2 separate regions of the Anser cygnoides genome follow, and region 2 is linked to region 1. The links are chromatin contacts, called in public Hi-C maps. All regions are on one chromosome and are shown on one strand. Each heading gives the region's core, a stretch centred on a gene start, on an enhancer-like site or on the middle of the called end of the contact. The rest is flanking DNA. Distances are from core to core; before and after follow the strand shown. Region 1 holds the start of LOC136791684. Region 2 has its middle 22 kb from the start of RHCG.

Region 1 (4,086 bases), core at 221-2,720:
CCCCCCCCCCCCGACCCTCCCGGTCCCCCAGGTGAGGCCGGGCGCTGGCTGCCTCCGGGCTCTGCCCGCTGCGGCCTCCGGAGCCCCCCGCTCGCTCCCCGCTCCGCTCGCCGCTGCTTTGCGATGTGCCAAGGAGCCATTTTGTACGCGTCCTGCTTAAACTGCGCCCTAAATAATAATAAAAATGATAATAATAATAAAAATAAAAATATATAAACCAACGCCCAAGCGGTAGGAAAAAATCCCCCAAAGGCCAGCAGCGTTTTTCTCCTAGGTGCCGGGCCTCCGCCTGCACGGAGCGGGTCGAGGCGGGGGGCTCGGAGCCGAGCGAAGCGTTGCCGAAAAGCAGCAGGGAAGAATCCCGGGATTTATTTCTGCGGAGAGAAATCCCTTCCCTTACCCGGCGGAGAAAGGGGGGCCCGCTCCCTGTACCCCAGCAGGGGGACCGGGACCGGAGCGGGGCCGCATCGCCGCCGCCGCCGGCAGCCCCCCGGTGCTCCCCGCGGCCGGGGGATAACGGGGACACCCCCGGGGGGAAACTGAGGCCGGGCCGCGGCCCGGGAGAGCCCCTTTCGTGGGCACCGGGCTGCGGGCACCGCTCGGTATCGCCGCCACCGAGGGGCAGCCCCGGGGAGCGGGGCCGGTGGGCACCTTCCCCGGCCCCGGCCGGGGAACGCACGGGCAGCAATCACCGTAACGACGGCAGCAATAAATTAGGGGAAAATCCACAGCCGGAAAATTAAGGAGATCCGATTTGTAGTGGATTTTTATTTTTATTTTTTTTTCCTCTCTCTCCAGGGCAGGTTAGAATAACCTCAGCCAAGCCCCCTCCCGAGCGGCTCGGGGGCGCGGGGATGGCACCGAGGGGCTGGGGAAGGAGCAAAGATTCCTCCCCACCCGCCGCAGCCCCGTCGGGGTGCCCGGGGCACCCCCGGGCCCGTTTCTCGTTAGGGAGGAGGAGGAAGGCAGCCGGGAGGCAGGCAGGGCGGCTCGGCTCGGCTGCGCGCCGGGAGCGCGGAGGGGCTGCCAGGGCTGAGCTTTGAGCTTTCAGCCTAATTGAGCTCCCGTATTTTTATTTTTATTTTTTTTTTAATTTTTATTATTTTATTATTATTATTATTATTTTTCAAAGGAAAGGCGGGGAGGGGGGAAGCGAGGAGAGGAAGAAATAAAGAAGCCGAGCGGAGCTCGCCGAGAGCCGGAGCTGCCGGGACCGGCAGGCTGCGCTCAGCCGCGGCTGCTCCCGCAGCGATCGCTTCGTTCCGCGGCTCCCCCGTTTCGCAGCAGGTCACGTTTTAGCTAAGCCTCAGATTTAAGGCAAAGCAACGTTTAGGAGCGGCGACGGATTACAATTTTTATTTTTATTTTTATTTTTTTTTTTTTTTGCGGGGCAGGTCAGATAAGCATCCCAGATAATCACATTTACCTCCCGGCATTTTATTATTCTTATTGCTGCTGTTGGATTTGTATGCGCCGCGTTCGTCGCCGCACGCACGGCGCGCTAAGAACCGGCGAGGGAAAGAGCAAAACCTAGAGGGGAAATAATGAAAACGGAGGGGAAAAAGGGGTGTCGAGAGGATCCGGGCGGGATCGCAGGCGTATTCCCGGCCCGGCTGCTCCTCGGCCCCGCGTTGGCTGCGGGGAAGGCGCCCTCCGGGCTGCCCCGACGCCCGGCCAGGTGCAGAGGCCGGACGGGGCGGGCGCTGCTGCAGGAGGAGAGGCTGTGAGGGACGGGGGGGGGCAACGGCGTGCTGGGACCGGGGAAAGGCAGAAGGAAAGGGGAGGGAAAAAGGGAAGGAAAATGTACGGGGAAGGGAAGGGAGGGGAAAAAGGAAAGGCCGGGGAAAGGGAGAGGGGAAAGGGCGAAGGGAGGGCGAAGGACAAGGAGAGGGAAGTTAGCTGCAGGTGGGTCCGCTGTGCCGTGCCGTGCCGTGCCGTGCCGGGGTGCTGCCCGCCCGTGCCCCCTCGTTGTTGCCGAGGGGGGCACTATGGGGCTGGGGGGGGGGGGCACCCCACAACGCGGCTCCTCCAGCACGGGCGGGGAGGCGAAGCGCGGCGGGCGGGGGGCAGGCGGGTGCCGGGGCGCCGCGGGAGGAGGGTGCAGCTGGGGGCGTTCCGCTGCGCTCCGCGCCGAGCCGTGCCGAGCCGTGCCGAGCCCGCCCCGTCCCGCCCGCCCCGTCCAGCAGCGGGGGCTCGGCCGGGGCCGGGGCGCCAAAACGCGGGAAAAGGGGGCGCGGATTTAAATGCGGGGCCGCCGATTGGCTGGGGGCCGCGTGACGTCACTTCCCAAAGGGGGCGATTACCATGCGAGGGGAGTAGAAGTTGGGCGGCGGGGCGGGAGCGGGAGCGCTGCTGCTGCCGCCCGGGTCGGGACCGCGCGGGGCTCGGCTCGGCACGGCTCTGCCCGGCTCGGCACGGCTCTGCCCGGCTCGGCACAGCACGGCTCGGCTCCCCGCAGCCCCTTACGGTGCCTTGCTCGCTCCCGCAGCGCGGCTCCGTCTCCTCCGCTCCTCGTATTTATCTTTTTTTTTTTTTTTTTCTCTTTTTCCCCCCTTTTTCCCCCCTCTCTCTCTCCCTCTGTGGCTCCCCGCTGGCAGATCCCGGCCGCTCTGCCTCCCCTCTCCCCCCCCCCCACCGCCGTGTGCCCTCTCCCCGCAGCCGACGGCAGCCCCGCCGGAGGGATGTTTCTGTCTTTGGTTATCTAGCTGTATGAGTGTTGTGGAGCCATCATAAAGCTAGATAACCGAAAGTAGAAATGACTTCCAAACCTGCTCGCCCCCGGGGAAGAGGCTGCAGCAGGACCGGCGCCGCTGGAGCCCGGAGCAGAGGCGAGTCGCGGCCCCGCCACCTCGGGGCTCCAGGTAAGCGCCGCGCCCGCCCCGTCGGGGCGCTCCCGGGGCTCCGGGCGGCGGGACGGGAGGGCGGGGAGAGGCGGCCGAGCCCCGCGCACACGCCCGCAGCGCTCCGGGGCTCAGCACGCCGGGAAGCAGCCCTACAAACCCGCTCCCGGCTGCGGGCGGCCGCCGGGTCCGGGTCCGGGAGGCTGGAGGGGGCGAGCGCCCCGGGCGCCTGTCCTAACAAAGCCTCCCCCGTGCCCACCCCGCGGGTCCGACCTCAAAACCCCCCGGTTTTGGGATATTTTCCTTCTCTCTTCCTCCCTGTCTCTCTTCTCTCTCTCTCTCTTTTTTTTTTCCTTTTTGGCTTGATTCTGGCCTCCCTCTTGGAAGGTCAGCTCGCTGATAACGCGATCGCTCTCCCCCCCCCACGCGTTGGCTCTCGCTTTTGTCCGTAGCTGGGGGTCCCCGGGGAGGGGGGGGGGTCCCCTGGGAAGGGAAGGGGTCCCGCTGCTGGGTGCACCCCTCCTGGCGTGCAGCCGCCGGCCCCGCAGCTTCCCCGGGAGCCGAGCAGTTGGCAGGCACAAAGCCTCCCTCACCTCCGCTGCAAGCCCGAGAAGTTGAAACATAATATGTATTACAATGTCTGGCAAATAAAAAAAAAAAAAAAAAAAGGAAAGAAAGAAGGAGAAAAAAAAAAAAGCAATTGGCAAATCTGCATTCCGTTCCCATGGCGACACAAAGCACCGCGCTCTCCGCCGAGCCTCCCCAGCACGTTTCCCCAGCCGGTGTGGGGCGAGCGCCCTCGGCCGGGGTTGGGGTCTCCAGGGCCCCCCCCAGCACCCCGGGGTCCACACGGGGCATTGCCGCCAGCCCCTCGCCTGCATCCTGCGGGGATGGTCCGCACGCCGCCGTCAGCCCCCGTGGGCTGTGACATCCCCGGGGAGGCCGCAGGGAGAACCCTTCCCGCGGCTCCAGTGGGCTCCTCGCGGGGTCTCTGCCCCCCGGGAGCCGCAGCGGGAGCTGGGGGCGCCGCGGCCGCGCTCCCACCGCTGGCAGAGGTGGGCTGCGGGTGCCCGGCCCGGGGGCGAGGGCAGCGTCGGGGGGCTGAGCCGCCCGTGCCCACCGGGGAGGCGAGAGGAGGGAGCCCCGCGCAGCCCCGAGGCAGGTCTTCCAGCAGCCCTTGCACGGGGGAATGGCGTCAGACGCCACGTAGGCCCGCAAAGCTAAATATGCCTGTGCACCCTTCCAG
Region 2 (4,005 bases), core at 1,310-3,809, 61 kb after region 1:
TTGAGATACTTGGGTGAGGAAGGGGTGCAGGAAGGCCGGGGCTGCCTGCAAAGCCTGCCCCTACAAGCTGCATCCCTCTTTCCCCAAACATGCATTTCTAGACCTCAGCAAATGCGAGGAAGGGGGGGGGGGGGGTGAGGAGTGGGCCCTCTCCAGGCATTAACCAGGTCCGTGGCTGTGTGACTTTGCCCCAGGGCTTCCCAGATGTCAGCCACCTCCCAGAAAAAAACATCGGGGAAGAAAGGGGAAATAAAACCCTGTGCGAGCAGCGCAGGACAAGCCCCCGGTTTGCCTTGTTCCTGCTGTCTCTGAAGGCTCGGTTGACCCCCTTTTGGGGAGTCCTGATATGAACCCCAAATACAAAGCAAACACCACATGGGGGCCCTCATTTCGCCTGCAGACCGGGGCACCCCCAGCCCCAGTTCCCACAGCAGCAGGAGCAGTGGGTGCAGACCCCTGTAGGTCCCCCCCAGGGGCACCACGGTCACCCCATTGCAGCCCCTGGTCCTGGTGAGGGTGGGCACCAGGAGCAAGAGGTGTCCCAGCCCTTCCCTGGGGTGACCACGCCATCCCCACACCCTCCCTTGTCCCATCTGGCTGTCTTTGGGCTCGTGGCCCCCCTCCACCCCCAAGCTCAGCACCCCTTTCTGCTATTAACACCCTCTGGCTCTCCGCACACCTGCAGACAATCGGGTCCCCAGCCACCTCCACCTTCCCCCCGCCTCAAAAGCTCCCCTCAGCTGTCTTTAAGCCGTATCTGAAATATGCGGTATGTAGGAGGAGAAATTCAGTCTGACAGCAGTTTAAAACACTGCACTACTTGGCAGATTTAAATGCTATTTTAAATATAAGCTATGACACAACGGACAAAAATAGCATTGAAAATACCCTGTCATGTTCCATATTGCGAGGAGTAGAGAAGCAGACCAGGCTAGAAAGGAGCAGAGAAAGAGGCCAGATGGAGAGGAGAGGTTATTTTGTTTGTTTTAAAGAAACTGGATAAATGTATTTTGTATGTGACTGGGTAAATGTGTTTTATGGAGCATGGAGCCAAAAAATAAAAAATAAATAAACCTTCGCATGAAAATCTACGTGTTGTATTCCATGTGGGATCTGCCAAGCAGGTTTGCTGGTAAATAATTGGGGCGAGGATGTATTTATTACACGGCTGTGTTGGTAATACTCAACACCAGCAGCCACCGGGCTGCTATTGGATTGCACTTGGTCACCTCTGAGCCTTTTCTCCCTCTTTATTTATCCACGATTTAATAGGAATTTGATCTGCCCAAGAAAAAAGGCGCCCTGAAATAGCTGGAAGTGACGTTAACTTGCAGCCCCGCAGCCGGGCGCTGTGGGACATGGGGCGGTTTTCCTGGGTGTTCTCCCAAACACGGGCACACCTGCGGCCGGGGAGGCGAGCCCTGGCCACCTGCTGAGGTCAGGAAACCTGCTCACACCAGGGGAAGGACGGAGCCAACGAGCAGGGGAGCTCATTTATCACACTGCTAGGCCGGGGGTGCTGCCACGGGGCTGTGGGGGGGACGAAGGATGGGGCTGAGCCACCGCTGATGCCCCGGGGTGTGTGTGTATGCTGGCAGATGCCGGGCACTGGTGTGGCTGCAGAGAGCCCGTGTGGCTCTCTGTTGGTGCGGGTGCCAAGCGCTGTGGCCACCTGGGCCCCCAGGGCATGGAGCTGCAGGGGGAGGCTTCTCCTTCTCTGCCCTTTCCGAATCAAAATGCTGCGCTCTTCTCCCAGCACCTCATTGCCACGCGCAGGGCAGGATGTGTTACATCCGCCCCTCTTTGGTCTTCTGCTGGAGGGGCAGAGTTTGGCCATGCAAAAACCCCCGGTGTGGTCGCTCCATCCCCAGGGCCAAAGCAGAGGCAGGGCAGGGCCGGCACCCTGCAAAAAGCAGCCTGCAGGAGGGGCTTTTTGGGGCAGCGCGGCGTGGCTCGGAAACAGCATCACTGCTCCCAGCACCAGGCAGGGAGCGAGAGGGAAGAAAGCTGGCTAAGCTCCCAGAGCATTACCGTGACCTTCACCAGCTCAAGGCTAAGGCAACTGTCAGGGAAGGGCAGCCACGCCGCTGCATCTTAATAAAGATTTCGGAGACCTCCCAGTCGCCTCAGAAGCCCCCTGGAGCTGGGATTTGGCCCTGGGGCTCCCCAGGGCTCAGCACGATGGCCAGGGCACTGCAGCCACGCGGGTACAAAGGGCAGCAGAGGTGCTGAGCAGGGATGGGACGTGTCACCATGGCCTGCGTGGCCACCCTGCAGCCAGAAATGTCCCCCCAGGTGCACTGCAAGCCCTGAGCACACGGCACTGATGGTGCCCAGGCTTGGGCAGGTAGCAAGGGGCTCGGAGCTGCGTGCCGGAGCGGTGGCCGGTGGCATCGCCATCCTGCCTCCTCCTGCCGCCCTGCCCAGCTGCAGCGGCAGCTCCGCTCCCTCCCTCGCTCTTTGTTAAGCGCTGAATTCATCTGACAACTCAAAGAGGGGAGAGACCTCGCGGCCGCAGCGGCCGCAGCGGTTCCCCGGCTCCCCCTCTGCCCTCATTTGCAATGCTTGAGTGGGGATTTCTCTATTTACTAAGCTAACAATGTGGGTTCCCAGGGCCGGGGCTGATGATGACATCCCGGCGCTGGTGGGTGGTGGGGCCGGGGGGGGATTGCATAATGCCGAGGCAGGCGTGGGAAACCCAAGCATCTGCGAGAAAAGTCGCTGCCAGCCGCTTTGAGCGGGGCTCAAAGGGCTCCCGGGGACCCGGTGCCGAGGGCCTGGCGTGGGAGAGGCTGGGGGCTGCCGCCCTGCGCCCCGGCCCGGGCCCTGCCGCCGCCACCGGCTCTGTCCCCGGAAGGGTTAAGGCGGGCCGCGGGGTCTGCTCATTACAGGGCGAAGGGGGAGATGGCACTTGCAAATCCCTCAATTACCCGGGCCAGAAGGCTGCTCAGGAAGAGCTTTATTAACGGTCGCCGTCTTCATTAACCGCTTCTCCACAGCTGCCTAATTACGGCCGCCATTAGACTTCGCGGGGTCTCCCCACCACCGCCCTGACCCCCCGGCCCCCTGATTAACCTTAATTACCCCTCCTTGGCTGGGCGCTCACCTGAGCGGGGCCGAGGCCGGGGGCTGCCTAATTGCGGGCGTCCCCGGCGGGGGCGCGGGGAGGGGGCCGGAGGCGGCCGGCGGCCGCCCGCCCGCTGCACGCCAGATGTTCGGGGCTGAAAAGCGGAGGGCTGCCCTCGCACTGAGCTAAGAGGCGGCAATGAGATCGGTAGCAGGGCATTGAGGGAGGCGGTGAAAGGGTTTCCCACCTGAGCCGATTGGGGCCGAGCGGGGTTTGCTGGCGAGGGAAGGCCGGGGACGAGGGACGCGGTGCTGATGTTTGTCCCCGCTCGGCGTCGGGATGTTGTGGGTCCTCCTCCTCGCTCCTCTCCTCCCGTCGGGCTGTGGGGCTTGGGGATGTCACCTGGGCCTGAAGGGACATCCAGCCCTGGAGGTGGCCTTACGGCGTGTGTCCGTGTTAAATATTTCGGGCTGTCCCTTGCTGCAAGGCCATGGTCGCAGTGGAGGCCACAGCAGGGTGACACCCAGAGCCCTGCAGCTCTCCCACCCATGGGTGCAGCCACCCCCTCCCTGGAGGAGCCCTGAGCACCCCAGACGAGCCTCAGGACACCCCAATCTTCTCGTGGTGGCCCGTTCACCATCTGCATGCCCGGGCGTACCTCCTGGGGACCCGGCGTGACCTGGCGCAGTGATGCTGCTTGCGGCCACCAAACCAGCACGGACGGCAGCGGGGGGGCCCAGGCGGGTGGGGATGGCCCAGCCCGAGGGCCCCGCACCCCCCAACCGCCCCTGCCCTCCGGGGCCTCCTCCCCGAGGAGCTGCCACAAAGCCGCCGCCGCCGCTTTTCTTCTCTCTCTCGCCGAACGCGGCGAAGCACAGCTCCTTGGATGCAGGGAAAATGGAGCCTCTTTCTCCATCTCCCGCTCGGCGAGATGCCCC

Evidence for each region. Hi-C and Micro-C count contacts between places; a contact is called where the count stands out from the background.
Region 2: a Hi-C map of fetal liver shows a contact between it and region 1, with 2.0 times the contacts expected there. The contact joins the enhancer-like site here to the promoter of LOC136791684 in region 1. A contact is called at or near these places in 3 of 7 Hi-C or Micro-C datasets (fetal liver, granulosa cells and liver).

The regions. Positions count from the first base shown.
Region 1 is chr11:8,428,482-8,432,567 of Taihu_goose_T2T_genome, forward strand. It overlaps LOC136791684, which reads left to right and starts at 1,471. Exons shown (of 4, transcript XM_067003763.1): 1 at 1,471-2,861. The coding sequence starts at 2,756.
Region 2 is chr11:8,488,677-8,492,681 of Taihu_goose_T2T_genome, forward strand. No RefSeq gene overlaps it. Among named protein-coding and RNA genes, the nearest start is that of RHCG, 22 kb to the right of the region's middle. Within about 2 kb of position 2,560, at least 1 of the 3 cell types and tissues checked has open chromatin away from gene starts, as enhancers often do. A contact at or near this core is called in fetal liver, where this site is marked.